4 separate regions of the Mus musculus genome follow, and all the other regions are linked to region 3. A link is a contact called in public HiChIP or PLAC-seq and promoter capture Hi-C data. All regions are on one chromosome and are shown on one strand. The core of a region is the stretch at or near the end of the contact, and the rest is flanking DNA. Distances in the headings are between cores, read along the strand shown. Region 1 holds the start of Lrrc57 (leucine rich repeat containing 57). Region 2 holds the start of Ltk (leukocyte tyrosine kinase). Region 3 holds the start of Ehd4 (EH-domain containing 4). Region 4 holds the start of Tyro3 (TYRO3 protein tyrosine kinase 3).

Region 1 (4,485 bases), core at 614-3,113, 450 kb before region 3:
AAAATCAGATGCTATAGGAAGGAACATGGACACTAGAAGAAAAGAATGTTTGACCTAATCTATCAACCAAAGTAGAGAAACAGGACTGGAAAGAAAGCTGGCTTGGCATTTAAGAGCATTTGTTGTTCTTGCAGAGGACCCAGGTTCAATTCCCAGCAACCACATGGGGGCTTACTCCAGTTCCATGGGGATCCAATGCTTTCTTCTGACCTCCATGGGCAACAGGCATGCACATGATACACATACATTCATATATATATAATAATCATTTACAAAATAAATATATCTTAAAAAAAAAAAGAGTAGAGAACCACTCAAACCATGCCTGTATGTAAACAATTCCTTCCTTTAGAGCTCAGGCTATAACCTGGGACCTTTGTAGTGTTCTGCTTTCAATCTTGATGCTATATCTCTCTATATTCTGTGTTATTCCTTCCCTCAGAATAAAGCTGTTTTCAATTCTTTAGATAAGAGGCCAGGAACCTAAATCTTTCTAGCCCAGACCCCAATAGTAACATAGATTGGGTTAGACTAGCTAGCCAGCAAGCCCCACCTGTATCTGGCCCCTAGCTCTAGGACACGCACCATCACATACTGCTTTTACTTGGGCGTTAGGGATCTAAATTCAGCCCTCCATATGGTTGACACGAGAGACTTGGGAGTCTTAGGAGCTGGAAGCAGGAAGATGGCTCAGTGTTCAAGGCTAGCCTAGGATAGAGTGAGGACACCTCTCCATTAAAAAAAAGGAAACACCTAAAAAGACTAAAAAATCTTCCAGTATCTCTCAGCAAGCTGGAAGAATTAGATCCCATTACCCTCTCCTCTTTGCCATATCATCTTATAAAGTGAGTTAACAGCCAGGCATGGCGGTACACACCTGTAATGCCAGGGATAGTGAGTTACAGACCATCTAGGGCTACACAGCAAGACTCGGTCTCTAAATAAATAGTGCTAAAATAATAAGGGTGAACTGTGATGGCATTACGCTGTGAAAGATTTTGGCCTTTTCTTGGAGGCCCAGCATTGCTTCATACATCACCTGGTTGCTATGAGAACAAAGTTAAGCCCCCAGCCCACAGGAACAAGGTCCGGATGCCCTTTGGCTGACATGTAATCTTACTGTTAATGTTTGAATGACCCAATCCCATACCTTTGTTAAAATTCCTCGCATCCCTATCCCTTTTTCTTTTACAAAAACCCCTAGCTCTGGAGACTCGGGGTCGACTCCCCTGCCTCCTGTGTGAGGTACGTGTCGGCCCAGAGCTCTGCCAATAAAGCCTCGTGTGTATTGCAACAAGAAGGATTCTTGTGTGTTCGTGGGTGCACCCTATCCCTGGACTAGAGTAGGAGTCCCCATATCGGGGGTCCTACAGAAGAACTGTATTAAAGGGTCGCAGCCTTAGGAACACTTGTTCTAGAGGTAGTGTCACTGGAAGAAAAAAAAAGTGGAGCGCTGTTCCATCTCCCACAAACCGTCCTGGGATAACCCGCAGGCACTCAAAACAGAGTGCTCAGTCACTCAGTGCACCAGCCACTCAGTCCCTCACACTCGAAGAACCCACGGGAGTATGGTCACAGTCCTCAGCTGGCTCACTCACGCCCGCATAACCAGGACCACCACCTCACAGCAGAATTCTGTCGCCACCTTGATGACGCCATCGCCGCCCCCACGTACCTTAGTGACTATGCCCGAAGCTACCAAGTGGTTTAGCAGTAACCCAGCTGCAGTCTGCGAGGACGCTGGGTCCCACGGGTTGGCGGCCGCCATGGCTTCCGCACACCTCTGGAACTGGCGCGAGGAGTGAGGGGCAACACCGCGAACAGGCGCGCGGTTTGATGATGTCACAGGGCGTTCCTGCCCGGGCGGAAGCCCTGGGAGCGCGTCTCAGGCGAGCGCGGGTCCCCGGTGTTCCCTGGCGGAGTCTTCTTTGCACTGAGCGGTAGGAGGCGAGTCTCAAGCTCCCTGTTCCGGCAGCAGCTATCGGAGGCTCCCTGGCCCTTAGCTCTGCTGCCAAAGCATCAGGACCTTGTGGTAGCGCTGCCTGCTCGCCTGTTTTCTCCTTGCCACTCTTGGGCTGGCCCCAGGGAAGTAGGGATAGGCAGAAGGTGACAATTGGGACAGGAGACCCAAACGGGAGATTTAGCGACGACTGTATGTCTAGACTAGGCGGTGACAGCTATGCTTCTTTTCCTGCAGGGAACTGAGCCGTGGCGCTAGGATGGGTAACAGTGCTCTCCGTGCTCATGTGGAAACAGCGCAGAAAACTGGTGTCTTTCAGCTTAAAGACCGTGGTCTGACCGAGGTGAGACCTGAGGGGACCGGACCAAGAAACTAAAAGGGCTAGGGTTGGCGGGGTGGCGAAGACTATTGGTGCAGGATTTTTCCAAACTGTGAGCTCCTTTCTCCAGTTCCCCTCAGAGTTGCAGAAGCTGACAAGCAATCTTAGGACCATCGATTTATCCAACAACAAGATTGACAGCCTACCGCCTCTGATAATAGGAAAGTTCACTCTGCTAAAGAGCCTCTCCCTCAACAACAACAAACTGAGTATGGAATTTGTGTCTGGGCAGCTTTTGCTAGTAATCAGCAGTTATGAAGGGTGTTTTTCCTGTTAGATGATTTTTGTTATGAAATCATTTTAGGGGATGCAGAATGTTAGAGTATTGAAGCTTTAATCTCTTGTAATTAAATATAAAAGCCTCTTTGGGTGGTATAATGATTATTACTAGGTTAATTTGGACCTGGAAGACCTTTGGGAATCGATATAAACAGTTATCTAATTTCGGGGCAGGGTGGAATGGGAGGATCTTTTAAACTCCCTCAGATCGTTTTTAGAATACAGCTAAGCAAAAGGAACCCCTTACACACATACACAATTTTCTGCATTTTGATGGCTTCTTAACCTCCCAAACAGTTTGTGAAACCTAAACATGACCTGTGAGAATTCTATGTAAGAAGCCAGACCTGGTGACTTAGACCTACAGTAGCCCCAGCTACTCAGAGGTTGAGGCAGAAAGATCTTAATTTCAAGGCTATCCTAGACAACTTAATGAGATCCTGTCTCAAAAACAAGATGAAGCAGGCTACCATACTGTCTTTTTATAAATGTCATTAATTCTATCGGATTTGTTTTTTAATTTCTTCTTCACCAGCTGTTCTACCTGATGAATTATGCAATCTGAAAAAACTAGAGACACTAAGTCTCAACAACAATCACCTGAGAGAGCTACCATCTACCTTTGGGCAGTTGTCTGCCCTGAAGACGCTGAGCCTCTCTGGGAATCAGCTGGGAGCATTACCCCCCCAGCTTTGTTGCCTGAGACATCTAGATGTAGTAGATCTCTCTAAAAACCAGATTCGGAGTATACCTGACACAGTTGGGGAGCTGCAGGCCATCGAACTCAATCTCAACCAGAACCAGGTCCATACTTTGTGTTGTTTTGCCCCTCTCCCCAGTGTATGTTTGCATTTATGGTCTTCTGATTTCTTGTTCCTTAAACGATAATCATGGAGTTGGAAATTAGAAGCTAAAAGATATATAAGGTGAACTTACTCCAATGCCCAGAATCATGGAGTGGGTTGATAGTGGCTGTGTAATTGTGTTGAAAGTGTTTTGAGGAAGGAGTAACAGGGTGAGATAATTACACACACACACACACAAAATTAAACCTATCGAAGGTTTTACAGATATTTTCTTTTCACACCCATTATTTAGTGAGGAGCCGTGTCAGGGGTGATATAGTGTAGGAATGAGACCTGTACCCATAGGATCTGAGAGTCAGACGTTAGAAATTGTTGAGAAATCCATGTGATAGCTGTTCTGGAGCTACGTTATAATTGGACGACTTTACATGTGAAATGTTTTGAAGCTCCTTGGTTAACATTAGTATGGAGATGGTGCTCTGCTTCAGATATGAGGCACAGTGATGAAACATTTGAGATTCGGTAGCCTTGAGTTTTTAGCATTTATGTATATGTACATTATGCATGTATATTAGCTACTATGTTCATGTTATTACTGTGCTAAATTGTAGTTAGCATAATATTCAGCCTTTGAGGTTGGTTTTGTCTTTTTCCTGAGATTTCTAGGAAAGAACTGTCATTGGTATTCGTTGAATAATTCCACATTCCCTACTACTAGACCAGTTTCTCAGACCTTACTTGGATAACCTGGGGACCTTAAGGTCACCTAAGTGTTTGATTCAGTACGTGAGAAGTCTAAGAATCTGCAGAATCTGCATTTTCTGTAAGTTCCTAGGTGATGGTTTGAGATGCAGGTAGTCAACAGAATTTAGTGACCAGAATTTAGTTTTAGTGAAAACTGTAGATACACAGCTGTATTCGAGATTAGTACACAGGACTGTTGATACAGATTTTGAAGTCACAAGTGAAATGGTTTTAAGAATGATTGTTTTCTAGAAGGTTCTAAATGTTAAATAGGAAGCATTAGGAATTTATTTCTGCTTGAATATAATTATAAAGAA
Region 2 (4,217 bases), core at 146-2,645, 390 kb after region 3:
GTCATTGACTTAGTTTTTTGGGTTTTTTTAAGTCCAGTATGTGTTTATTGGGATGGTTCTTCCCTTAGTTGCCTCCTCCCAAAGAAACTCCTCCTGTAACCTTTGCTTTCCCCCTTGGAGGCCGGCAGAGGGCAGGGAGTCAGGCAACCCACAAGACCATTATTTGTGCAGTGCTAATGACCCTGGTGGGATTTTAGCCTCCTGGGTGGTTTATACCCATGGATTAGAAATTAGGAACCTTGAGGGGAGAGGCTGGGGGTGGGGCGCTGAACAAATAAATTAATTAAAAAAAAGAAATTTGCACTCTTCTACAGATAGCTGAGATCCTTTGCAAAAGATTTATTCTGGTAGGAAGATTTTGTTTTTGTTTTGAGGGGACTCATAGCAATCCTGCTGCTTCAGCCTTCCAAGTGCAGGAATTACAGGCATGAGCCACCATGCCTGGCTTAACATTAGCATTTTGAACAAAAGATAAAGGACACAATACACAAAACTATCCTTCCATGTGATTTTGCAGTTGGTGGCCTGTGGCTGAGCCACTCTGCATTGCCTGGGAATGCTAGCACTTGAATCTTCTGACATCTTTTTTTTTTTTTTTCTCTTTCAGAGACAGGGTTTCTCTGTGTACCCCTGGCTGTCTTGGCACTCACTTTGTAGACCAGGCTGGCCTCGAACTCAGAAATCTGCCTCTGCCTCCCAAGTGCTGGGATCATAGGCATGCGCCACCACCACCCGGCTTCTGACATCTTTTTAACATATCTATTAGCTTTTTGAGAGGAAGTCTCATGTAAGTCCAGGCTGGCATCCAGTTTGAAAGCAGAAGATAACACTGAACTTGGGGTCCCATCTCCACTTGGCAGGTGCTGGGTTACAAATGTGAGCAACACTGTCCACATTTTTCAACACCTTATCCAGTCATGGCAGTAAGAAATTGTCCACAGGAACAGTGTGCAACAAACTCAGAAAGTCATGATTCTGAGGTACTGGGATGTCCTGCCTCATGGTCAGAAAGGGACACAGCAATGGCAAGCAATAATGCCTTATGGGGGACAGTTTAGTCGCCATCACCCAGGAGGCAGAGGCAGGTGGATTTTTGGAGGCTCTACATACTTCCCATGTGTGATCATGCACTTAAACTAACACTGACACCAATAAAGCCATTCACTATTGATGCTATCCTGAGACCCACAAAAGCTACTGCCATGTACTAGGTGCTGTCCAGCCTATCACAAAGGTATAATGTAGAGTCAACTTTTTCTCCTACCAGGAACTCACTAGTTTGTTGGTGTGCCATAGGTGGGGACTAGAGCCCTTCAGCTCAGCAAGGCTCCTCCCAGAAGCCTGGGGACCTCGCTGTCCTCATGCTCCGCCTTTTCCTTCTATTTCCCGGGTCTGACGTGAGTGTATACAGGCCAGTTGGAAGTCGGCAGGGTAGTGGTGATAGCTCTGAGACTGCTGACACGCCTATAAACTGCAGCTAGGGAATCGAGTTCTCAACCATCATCCTTTGCTGGAACCAAGGGATTGGGCGATGGGCTGCTCCCACCGGCTGCTGCTGTGGCTGGGAGCTGCTGGTAAGTGCTGTTTGGTGGTCAGGGTACCAGCCAACCAGAGACAACTAGATTTGGGGCTGCATTAGCAACAGACCAGGTCTCAATGGTTCCTTCTAAGGTGGCCTTGTGCTTTTAGAGTACAGCAAGAAAGGTGCGGAGCACGTCCGAATCTAAGAATCAGATGGGGCCTTGGCACTACTTGGGAGGAAGCTAGAGAGAGGAGAGGTGGTGGGGTGCTGTACAACAGAGAGCGGTGCAGCCCCCAAGTCACTCCATGAGAGCTCTGGAATGATATATGTAGACATATATGTATATATATATATATATATATATGTATATATATATATATGTATATATGTAGATATATGTATATGTCATGATATATGTAGACACCTTGCAAGGCTTGGGAAACCCGGTTGGGTGGTAGGTGTCTAGCTTCAGCCTCTGTATGCACCAGCTGGGCGGCATTCGGGGTGTGGCTGGAAGCAGGGTACTGCTGAGTGGCTATCCATCTCTTATGTCTCCCCTGTCACATTCTGCATCATCTAACCCTTCTTCCTGTCACCTTTCAGGAACTATTCTTTGCTCCAACTCGGAGTTCCAGACACCTTTTCTAACACCTTCGCTTTTGCCGGTGCTGGTACTCAATTCCCAGGAGCAGAAAGTCACCCCCACACCCAGTAAATTGGAGCCAGCTTCCCTCCCAAATCCTCTAGGTGAGTTTCAGGCTCCTCCCTTTTCTTGGTTCACCATCTCCAGATCCCTAGGCCTGGAGAGGAACTTTTTCCTTCTCCCTTTGTACCTAGGCACACGGGGGCCTTGGGTGTTTAACACCTGTGGCGCCAGCGGCAGGAGCGGACCCACACAAACACAGTGCGATGGGGCATACACAGGAAGCAGCGTGATGGTGACAGTGGGGGCTGCCGGGCCGCTCAAAGGCGTGCAGCTGTGGCGGGTGCCAGACACAGGCCAGTATCTGTAAGTGCCCAGCAGGAAGAGGGTGGCAATCACCTCTTAGGCTGAGGTTCTACAGACCAGGGAAGTTATCTTAAAACATTCCGCAGAGAAGTCTAGTGTCAGTCACTTCGATTGTCTGTCCTCCTCCTAAGTTAACCATCGTCAGGACGGCCGCCCAATCAACGGTGGCTGAAGATGGGGCTGGATGATTCCAGCCATCTCCGTTAACGCTCTTGAAATACTCGTGGAACCCAACCCAAAACTCGGTTCTTCCCCATCCCTTCACAGTCCATCTAAGTCCCTTAGGAAGAAGCTTTCCGGCCACGGGTTCCCGACCTTGAGCCGCCGCCTGGTCCAGGACCGAGGCGCCTAGGACTGAGACGCGGACCGGTGCTCTCTCCTCCTGCAGGATCTCCGCCTACGGAGCGGCGGGCGGCAAGGGCGCCCAAAACCACCTGTCACGGGCGCACGGCATCTTCCTCTCAGCAGTCTTCTTCCTCCGTCGCGGGGAGCCGGTGTACATCCTTGTGGGGCAGCAGGGCCAGGACGCCTGTCCCGGAGTAAGCGGGGCGAGTGGGACAGGGGCGCCCGGTCCGAGAGCTGGGGGAGGAGAGAGTCCCTGGTCACGCAGCATTTCACCTTGGTGCCACCCAGGGGAGCCCTGAGAGCCAACTCGTCTGTCTGGGAGAGTCTGGGGAGCATGCAACCACCTATGGGACCGAAAGGATCCCAGGCTGGAGACGCTGGGCCGGCGGGGGCGGGGGTGGCGGAGGCGCCACCTCCATCTTCCGGGTAGGTGCACCGGGTGCTGTCGCCTCGACCCCCAGCTGGGTAGCCCAGGCTCCGCTCTCCCTCTGGGTTCCCCGGGCTCAGGACCCGGGTGCGGCCCCTGACCGGCCACTGGCCCCATAGCTGCGCGCGGGGGAGCCAGAGCCGCTGCTGGTGGCGGCGGGAGGCGGCGGGAGGTCCTACCGGAGGCGACCTGACCGCGGCCGGACTCAGGCCGTCCCCGAGAGGCTGGAGACCCGCGCGGCGGCGCCGGGCAGCGGCGGGAGAGGAGGCGCGGCAGGTGAGCGCTCCGCCCGGCGGGGAGAGGCGGGGAGAGGCGAGCGGCTCCGCAACGCCACTGCTCGTCGCTTGCTGTCGCTTCGCAGGTGGAGGGAGCGGCTGGACGTCGCGAGCCCACTCTCCGCAGGCCGGACGCTCGCCGCGGGAAGGGGCCGAGGGCGGCGAGGGCTGCGCGGAGGCCTGGGCTGCGCTCCGCTGGGCTGCGGCGGGAGGCTTCGGGGGCGGCGGCGGGGCCTGCGCGGCGGGCGGCGGTGGCGGCGGCTACCGGGGTAGGTGCACCCGTTGGGAGGGTTAGTCGGACAGCCCGGGTGATGTGACGGTAGAGCCTAAGAACCTGGCCTGAGCTTTCCAGAGGATAGATGGGGAATGCCCCACTCTCCACTGTGCCAGGCCCCAGCAGGTGCTCTTACAAAGGAGGTCTGACCAGGTCAGGCCTGGGCGGGGTGGCACACTCGCCTGCAGCGCGTGCTGGAGGCAGAAGTATTCCAAGCTAAATAACTACGGAGTGAAGCCAGGCTGGGCTACAGACTTGTCTGGTTTTGTTTTGTTTTAAGATTGGGTTTCTTTTTTGAGACAGGCTGACCTGGAACTCCCTCTGTAAGCCAGGCTGGCCTCGAACTCACAGATACCCACCTGCCT
Region 3 (4,308 bases), core at 7-2,506:
GGCAGAGAGAGACAGAGAGGCAGAGAGAGAGAGAGAGGCAGAGAGAGAGAGGCAGAGAGAGACAGAGAGGCAGAGAGAGACAGAGAGGCAGAGAAAGACAGAGAGGCAGAGAGAGACAGAGAGGCAGAGAGGCAGAGAGGCAGAGAGGCAGAGGCAGAGGCACAGGCACAGGCAGGCCGATTTCTGAGTTCGAGGCCAGCCTGGTCTACAGATGAGTTCCAGGACAGCCATGGCTACACAGAGAAACCCTGTCTTGAAAAATCAAAATAAAAGTAAAATAAAATAAAATAAAATAAAAATAAACAAATAAATAAAAAACCCAAACCAAACCAAACCCCACCACCACCACCACCAACAACAAAACCACCCTTGCTGCACTGGCAACACCTGAACGATCTTTAAAATGCAATTTTACAACTACTTGCTGAATCAGCTCTGCATTTCCACCAAGTTCAAGAAGTCATTCCCACACAATCTTTCTCCAAACTTTATGCAGACAAGAATCATCTGCAGGCATTTGTTGAGCTGCATCTCTCAACATTTTATTTGGTGGGTCTGTATCAAGAACTAGAGACCTGCATTTTAACAAGCCTCTTGGGTTATTCCTATGCAGCTGGCCTCATTGGCCACACTGAAAATGCGCTAACACTATTTCTCGCTTAGGATACACAGGTGATGGTCAATTATTTCTACTAGTGTCTAGCAGAAAGAGGCCTTTAATTGATCCAGAGTTGAATGGAGGCAGAAGTGTCTGCGCAAATAGATTGAAGTCCATTTTCTCTCCAATTTTTGCCAATTATATCGGTGAGCCTGAGTATCTTCGACAGTAGTAAACAGGGCAATAACCTGCCCCAGGAAAAGGAACTTGTCTGTCAACTTTCTGAGTTTTCTGTCCCCAGTATCCACGTCCGGAGACTTGGGATGAGTCGAGTTCCAGGAGGACAGCCTCCGGTGGTTCATTCTTGCCAGCTCAGACTTGCCCGGAAGCCAACGCCACCTGGCCAGAAGGATGTACCCGGGTAGACGCGCCTGTGTCACCCCGCCTGGACTACACCCTCTCCGGGATCAGCCCTCTAGACCGATGCCGTCATCAATAATTCAAGGATCGCCTTTCCATTGGCTAGAGCTTCCACCCAGTCGCTGGCAAACGCCCAATGAGGAAGGACCTGAGATCGCTGCTGAATAATGAGCGCGCGCCCGTGACGCAGCGGCTGATGATTGGTCGTTGCGGCAGGGGGCGGACCCAGGAGCGGGCGGCGGCGAGAGCTACTGTCGGGCACAGAGAGCGAGCGACGCGGGTTCTGGGGTTCTTACTGAAGTGCGGCGGCGGCGGCGGCAAGTTGTGGGGCGGCAGCATGTTCAGCTGGATGGGGCGGCAGGCTGGCGGGCGCGAGCGCTCGGGCGGCATGGACGCGGTGCAGACGGTGACGGGCGGCCTGCGCTCTCTGTACCAGCGCAAGGTGCTGCCGCTGGAGGAGGCGTACCGCTTCCACGAGTTTCACTCGCCAGCGCTGGAGGACGCCGACTTCGAAAACAAGCCCATGATCCTGCTGGTGGGCCAGTACAGCACGGGCAAGACCACGTTCATCAGGTAATTTGCCTCGTCGGCTCGCTACCCCTCCGCTAGCGCACGGCCTGCCCTCAGGTTACACTCCGAGCTTGGTGGCCCGTCGCCTTCCCGGGTCCCGTTTCCCAAGGCTCCCTCCCCTGAGACCGGCCCCCAGCGCGCTGCGAGCCCCTTCCTTGCTGTTGCCAAGGCCTTCCTTGAGCCTGTCACCCTGGCCTGGGAGTGCAGGAAAGGGAGAGAAGGCAAGGCTCATCATTAGTGCAACCTAGTGCTGAAAGTGATAATGAAGGAATGCGGCTCCTAGGTGGAGAGGTAACCTTCCAGCACAGTGAGAATGAATGAACGAACGAACGAATGAATGAATGAGTGAATGCCACAGTAGGAGTATTGCCATGCCCTAGGTGCCACGTTCCGCCACAGCGGCGGGGCTGCTATCATCCAGCTTTATGGTCTATAGGAAGTTAGCCTACAGTGTAGCTGCCTCACCAGCCTGTGGACTGAAGGGGAGTGTCAGGTTACTGTTTGCTAGTTTCCATTTCTTCACCCTTGACAAACTGAAAATATTTGTCACGGTCACTCTGTCTCCGGAAGCAATAACCGGCTTGCCCTGCAGTTCCAACCACACAGCTTCCTCTAGAGTGACTCGATGAGAAATAATTTACAATGAAACGGACTGCTTTTTAAATGAGGCGTCTATTTCCCTATCTTTGGGAAGAATCGACGTTCAAATCCTTATCAGACGAAGCAAAGTGACTGAACATTTAAGATCTGGATCCTGAGTTTTGGAATTAGAACACTCATCATCATTTGATGTTCAACAGGTGTTCAGAAAACTGCATCTGTCTTGGGGACATGCCATTTCTTTTAGGTATGACCTCCTTTTTTTCCCCTCCTGTGACCTAAAGAGTTCCAAAAAAATAGAAAAGTTGTCACTACAAGAAATATGTTAAATCCAGGCCTGTAGATACACTGTGAATGAACTCAACAAAGGCAATACACTGTAGTTTGAAATGTGAACGAAGAGAGGGGGAAAATAATGTTGAAATTATTTCATGTAATGCTTTTAAATTAGCTGAAAACAGTGTTGAATATGTTAACTCAGAAATGAACCTAGAAATATTACAGTAACTGACAGATGCAAAGGGCTAGTTGAGATGGTGCTTGCCTGTAATCCAAGGACTGGGGAAGCTGGATCATGGTTATTTTGCCTTCCAGGCCAGCCTGGGCTACATAACGCAATCTAGGATAACCCTGACTAGACAACAAAAGACCGTCTTCAAAACAACAGCAATAAGAACAGCAACAAAACCTAGGAAACAAAAACAAAATAAATGGCAAGCAGGTGGTACATTAAGGTCTTGGTAGTCGCAGTTGTGAATTATCAGGATAATATTACAGGAGTGAAGAGAGAACTTTTAAGCTTAGAGCAATAAGAGTATAGCATTTTAAAATGTACTGGTGGCAGATACACAGCAGTCCCACCATTTCCTCCTGTACGTGCCATGGGCCTCACGGTACCTATGCATAATTAGGGAGCCTTTCTTGATTCTGTACTGACCTAGCCTGAAGACAGTGCATTCCTCTGACTGTAGCCTGACTCGTAAACAAGCCTCAGGTAGGAGAGTACAACGCAATTCTCAGGAAGGTGGAGCAATCCTCTTTCCCCGCCTCATATTATTTTGTTATATTCTCATTCTTCTGTGCTTCAGTTTTGAGAAGCTTTGTGGGAGAGGGCTAAAAGGCAGGTTCTGAGATTTGACTCATGGCTCTACTTCTTTTTTTTTTTTTTTTTTTTTTTGGTTTTTCGAGACAGGGTTTCTCTGTATAGCCCTGGCTGTCCTGGAACTCACTTTGTAGACCAGACTGGCCTGGAACTCAGAAAGCCACCTGCCTCTGCCTCCTGAGTGCTGGGATTAAAGGTGTGCACCACCACGCTTGGCTTATGGCTATACTTCTTAAGCCCTTTTTAGAGCTGGAACTCAGTAGAAGCTGCAACCCAGGGAGGAATCACCTTAGCTGGGAGCTTGGGCCAGTGGCTTTGCTATTCCACAAAGGGCCCAAAGTGGACCTTGGGGTTAGAAGAAGATACTACAGACAGGAAGCTGGATGAATCTTCACTTGTGGCATCTGAAATTGGTTTTAGAGAGCAGTAGGGGGAAGTGATTGGTTTCCAGGAGGAAAACAGTAAACAGAGGGCACCTGTCCTGGAGACTTGGCACTTAGAGAGGTAAACAAAGGAGATGTCCATGAGAGCTGGCCTTCTTGGACCTTGCTTTAGTTAGGTCCTGGCTAGGGACCTGGGTGCTTTGCTTCTAGCTGGAAGTACTAAGTGTTCACAGAAACTTGGGGAAGGGGCTTATCTATGAAGTCACTTATTCTTTTCCATTTGACTAACACAGGAGCCACGGCATCATGGAGGGAAACATTCCTCTTTATTGTAAGCCATTCATCATAACCTTTGATTATGTGTCTTACTCCCACAAACTTTATTTTTCTCTCTTGTTTTGGAGAAAACAGAAGTCACATTATATGCGCTGGACCAGGACAGTCACAGAAGTGAGGCAGCTAAGTGTGTCCTTCATTTTGATGGAAAGTTTTCCAGGTAGAATGCCTGAAGAGCCTGGGGTAGTGAGAAAATCTGCTCACCCCTGTACAGATGCTCACCAAGGGGGGGGGGGGCAAGTGCCAGGAAGAGGGTAAATAAAGAGTGAGGTTGAAGTTAAATGGAAAGAACAGATTGG
Region 4 (4,251 bases), core at 447-2,946, 360 kb after region 3:
ACCCAACCAGTGCAACAGGCTGCCAGCTCTCTGCCCAGGGTGTCAGTCAAGCCCACGAACTGCTGCTAGTATCCCTGACTCCACCCTGTAAAACGAAGGGAGGTTGAGAAGAGGGAAGGAGGGAATGCTCCCCTGAAGTGGAGAACATATGGCTACAAAACCACGTCAGATCAAACACATGGCAGCCTTCCTGGCAGCCGCCTGCTCTATTAATACCTGAATGTGTGCTGGGGCGGGTGCTAGGAAGACGGGAGGCAGAAGGGAGGGGTGGGGCCCTAAGCAGAAGCCCCAAGACCCCGGAGCTACTGTGGCATCAACAGGGCCCACTTATTAAAATCTTACCCTCTTCAGGCAAGGGTAGACACACACAAACACACGCCCACACACACACACCCTCCTGGCATGTATTAAACAGATGGGCAGGTGAAGAATCTGCATAAAGGAAATCCAGACCTGTTCTTTCTGCTCCTTACTGTGTAACCCTAGGTAAATTCCTGGGCTCTCTGAGCATCTGATACGCACCTCGGAGCCTGCATATACTTTCCACTCTTTAGCTTCCTTTCCTTTCAAGGCTAATGTGGCAAAGAACTCAGTTTTTAAGAAATGCTTGTTGGATGGCTGCTGCCGGGGGAGGGGGGGGGCGCCTGTCTCTCTACCCTTCCCACTCACCCTCACAGGACAAGGAGACATAGCTTCACACCCCTCTGCACCCTGATGTGTGCGTGTGAACTTGAAGGCAAAGGTGCTGCCCTCCTGCCTCGGGGAAATGCCTCTGTGGCTGTGTGGCAACGTAAAGCTAATCTTCACAAGAAGCAGTAACCTTCACCCAACCCAAGCTACTCAACATTCGGGTTTCCGGGAGCGCCAAGGGCCACAGGAACTAGAGTACGGGCAGAGGTATTTTAGAATCCAGCACCTTCACAACCCTGGGTGCTCAAACCCAGATCCTGTAGTTTCAAAGTGGGACCTCGGGGGTGTGCGGAAGGCAGAATGGGTCCTTAGGACTGGGGAAAAGGGAGCAGACTACTAGGAACATAGAGGCGGGAAAATACAGTCCTAAGCACCCCCGACTGCCCACACCCCCCACTCCCTTCCTTTGCACCCAGCCAGCCCCGGGCGCGAGAAAGTTGGGGGCGGGGGCCGCGGCCGGAGGTCTGGCAGCCAACACCCGCTGCGTCCTAGTCTCGGCCTTCCAGCCCCGGCCACCGACCCCAACCTCTGGCCGGCCCAGGCCCGGGTCTCGCCCGCTGCCGTCCCCGGGCTGCGCCCCTCAGTCGTGCGGCTCAGCAGCCCCCCGCTTCCCGCCGCCTCCCGGGCCACCCCTACCTGCGGCCGCAGACCCGGGGAGCAGCAGAGAAGCCAGTCCCGCCAGCAGCAGCGGCCGGAGCCCCGGCCACCCCATGCTCCGCCTCAGCGCCATCGGCGGCGACGCCGCACCATGCCGGGCCCGGCCCGCGAGCGCAGAGAGGAGGGTGGCGGAGGAGGGGCGGGAGGCCCGCGGGAGGGGCGGGGGGCGGCGCTCGGCCCGGGCGTCCCGGACCCGCGGCCGCCTAGAGCCGCGGCCACCGCCGTCAGCAGCGAGGAGTCCCCGGGGCTGCGGCTGGGCCACCGCGCTCCTTCCACAGCCGCCGCCGCCGCCGCCGCTGATTCATGTTCTTCTGCGAGCCGCCGCCTCCTCCCGGCCCGCCCGCCCGCCCTCCGCGGAGCTCGTGCCGCCCTCCCCCTCCCCCGCGCAGCCCCGGTGGCGAGAGCCGAGCGCTAACCTCAGCCCTTACCGCCCGACCTCCCGCCCACCTCCAGAAGGCGCAGCGGGACCCGCGCCCTGGCCACTCCGCTGCCGCTGCGGAGGACCTGCCTCGCTCCCTGGACAGGCACCCGGCCACGCCCCTCCTTCCCCAAATACTTTCCAGTCTCCAGCGGGGCACCCCATCCTCTCCTCAGAACCCCTCTTGGAAGCTCCTGCCACACCCCAACACTGTTCTAAATCCTGACCTCAGACTCCGACACAGCCCTCTCAGAACACAAAGCACCTACTAGACACAGCAACCCTCAGGTGTCCCCAAGACGGCTGGAACAGCTCCCCGAGAAACTACTAGCATCCCTGTACCTCTTTGCTTGAGCTTTTCACCCAGTTTTTTTTTTCTTTTTCGATCTTTGTAGCCTACCTTTAATCGCCAAGTATTCTCCTATCGAAAGACCATTCTCCCCAGCCCATCTTCCCAGAGTGTTTTCCAGTTTGTCGTCCATCTAGAGTTTTCCAAGATCTGTTTCGTAATTCTTAGGTGTCCATCCCCACTGCTAGCCTACGAAGGCCAAAGCAAAATCACCGTGATTTTCGAGGGTATCATTCTTCTTTCTTGCTTCCTCTTTCCACCCCTCCACTTCTGGGACATAGTGTGAACATTGGCATTGTCTTCATACTAGCTAGTGAAACATCTGCTATTATTAGTAGACCACCTTGCGCACAGTAGGCACTCCATAAATAAATAGGCAGATCCTTGTTAAAAGAATGAATAATTGCCTGCTCCACAACCAGTAATCACTGGAGGTGGCCTGCCCACAGACATCCTGTCAGGAAGATGCAGAGCTGGTTCCAAATCGCACCTGCCAAGTCCTCCTCTTGTCCTCACCTCTTCTTGGCCCCTGGAGGACAACCCACAACAGGCGCTTTCCAGGGGTCCTGGATGGGGAGAAAGAACTAGCCAGTGAGACGTCCCATACTCACTGGATCTTTCCAGGGATTCTCCTGAGCAGCAGGAGCCTCCCTCTTCCTCCACTTGGCCCACCAGTGCTTGTTTATTAATTATCTTAATGATAACAGCAGTGCTGGCGGCAGCCGCAGACCCAGCTGGGGGCGCCCCCAGGCGGCAGGATAGGAAGACTCTTGGCAAGTCTGGTCAACAGTTGGATCGGAGGGGCCTGACTTCCTGCTGAGCGCTCTGCCAATTTTCTTGGGAACTCTAGGATGGCTCCAGGACGCTTTCCTGAAGGGGGAAAAAAGAAAAGAAAAGCACACAAGCTTGCTCTTTTCCAGAGCTTTGGAATTTTGAGTGTCAGACAGTCTGGAACGGAAGCCAGAACTGTTCTACGCTGTCTCCAGTAAAGGGGACCCTTCTCTTTATTTCAATTAACCTGGCACAGAGTATTCCCGGAAGATGTTCAATCTAGAGACCAAACACAGCTTCTACTTCCTGTTCTTCACTCCTGAGCTGATATGGAATTCTAGCCCAAGGGTTTATACTTTGTTATCAGTTAAACTGGCTCCTTAGGCAAGTCATGGAGGTGGCTTTCCGCATTCTAACTAAGCCTGAGACACATCACCATCCTGCTAGAAAATATGTCTGCTTTCCCTGAAGGGAAATCCCACCTCACTTTCCCCGAAGGACATCCTGGTTCCATGTTATCTTCCTAATTTCATTTCAGTATCCGCCCTGGCTCTCAGTATTTCTACTTACAGGGCCAAAGTGGCAGGCAGAAACCTGTGGGGTGCTGATCTGCCTTGCCTTTTTATCTGCTATACAGGAGTGGTTCGTTTCTTAGTTCTTAAACCCACTCAGCGCCTCTCTCTCTCTCTCTCTCTCTCTCTCTCTCTCTCTCTCTCTCTCTCTCTCCTCTCTCCTCTCTCCTCTCTCGGCATAGCATAGGAATGTGCTTCTAGGGTATGTGAGCAGGTGTGATTTTTGTGGAAGAGATGTGTAGGTGGGTGAGAGGGTGTGCATTGTGATGTATGAGGGAGGGTGTGCATTTGTGCAAATTCTAAATGTGACTGACGCTCTGTGGGTGGATGGGAAGAAAGTGTGTTCTTGTGTGTATGTCTGTGTGTGTGTGTGACTGGAGGAGGATGGCTGCCTGTGCAAATGCATGCCTGCAAAAGTTCCCTTCCTTCTGTAAATGCATTGCTTGGAGGGAAGGTAATCAGATCAGCAGGAAATGTTAGCTGACCTAACAGAGAAGCAGCTGTCCCTGGAGTTCCTGTCCTCCAGACGGAACCAGAGCCAGCTCTATCTATCTCAGGGGAGGAACATGCTATTGTATGGCTAAAGACATGCTGTGAAAGGAGGGGCTAGTGGCAGACTCATATTGTGGACAGGTCAAAGTTAGACCATAGCATCTCCTTACTCTGTTAAATGGTAAAAATTGGGACTAGAGAAATGGCTCAATGGTTAGGTGCACTGTTGCTCTTGCAGTAGACTCCCTCCTTTGATTTCCAGATCCCACGTGATAGTTCACAACAATCTATAACTCTAGTTT

What was found. Promoter capture Hi-C pulls out the DNA fragments that hold promoters and counts their contacts. HiChIP or PLAC-seq counts read pairs in DNA pulled down with a chosen protein or histone mark.
Region 1: a promoter capture Hi-C map of pre-B cells shows a contact between it and region 3, with 2.4 times the contacts expected there. The contact joins the promoter of Lrrc57 here to the promoter of Ehd4 in region 3. A contact is called at or near these places in 1 of 39 promoter capture datasets (pre-B cells), 1 of 484 Hi-C or Micro-C datasets (B cells), 1 of 115 datasets of contacts at active chromatin or transcription factors (effector CD8 T cells) and 1 of 9 other capture datasets (adipose tissue).
Region 2: a promoter capture Hi-C map of the HPC-7 cell line shows a contact between it and region 3. The contact joins the promoter of Ltk here to the promoter of Ehd4 in region 3. A contact is called at or near these places in 7 of 39 promoter capture datasets (the C10 cell line, the HPC-7 cell line, cranial neural crest and 4 more) and 2 of 115 datasets of contacts at active chromatin or transcription factors (large pre-B cells and pancreatic cancer cells).
Region 4: a contact with region 3 is called in an H3K27ac HiChIP or PLAC-seq map of microglia, with 5 times the contacts expected there. The contact joins the promoter of Tyro3 here to the promoter of Ehd4 in region 3. A contact is called at or near these places in 2 of 39 promoter capture datasets (erythroid cells and pre-B cells), 5 of 484 Hi-C or Micro-C datasets (B cells, embryonic stem cells and uterus), 7 of 115 datasets of contacts at active chromatin or transcription factors (the NIH/3T3 cell line, embryonic stem cells, large pre-B cells and 2 more) and 1 of 9 other capture datasets (adipose tissue).

What each region holds. Positions count from the first base shown.
Region 1 is chr2:120,606,736-120,611,220 of GRCm38.p6, reverse strand. It overlaps Lrrc57 (leucine rich repeat containing 57), which reads left to right and starts at 1,863. Exons shown (of 6, transcript NM_001159612.1): 1 at 1,863-2,106; 2 at 2,198-2,303; 3 at 2,410-2,548; 4 at 3,154-3,422. The coding sequence starts at 2,220. It overlaps Haus2 (HAUS augmin-like complex, subunit 2), which reads right to left and starts at 1,839. Exons shown (of 6, transcript NM_025475.3): 1 at 1,676-1,839. The coding sequence starts at 1,768.
Region 2 is chr2:119,757,609-119,761,825 of GRCm38.p6, reverse strand. It overlaps Ltk (leukocyte tyrosine kinase), which reads left to right and starts at 1,395. Exons shown (of 20, transcript NM_203345.2): 1 at 1,395-1,574; 2 at 2,126-2,269; 3 at 2,360-2,531; 4 at 2,920-3,070; 5 at 3,165-3,302; 6 at 3,423-3,579; 7 at 3,665-3,847. The coding sequence starts at 1,532.
Region 3 is chr2:120,151,523-120,155,830 of GRCm38.p6, reverse strand. Ehd4 (EH-domain containing 4) reads left to right here and starts at 1,256. Exons shown (of 6, transcript NM_133838.4): 1 at 1,256-1,591. The coding sequence starts at 1,356.
Region 4 is chr2:119,796,959-119,801,209 of GRCm38.p6, reverse strand. It overlaps Tyro3 (TYRO3 protein tyrosine kinase 3), which reads right to left and starts at 1,696. Exons shown (of 19, transcript NM_019392.2): 1 at 1,327-1,696. The coding sequence starts at 1,420.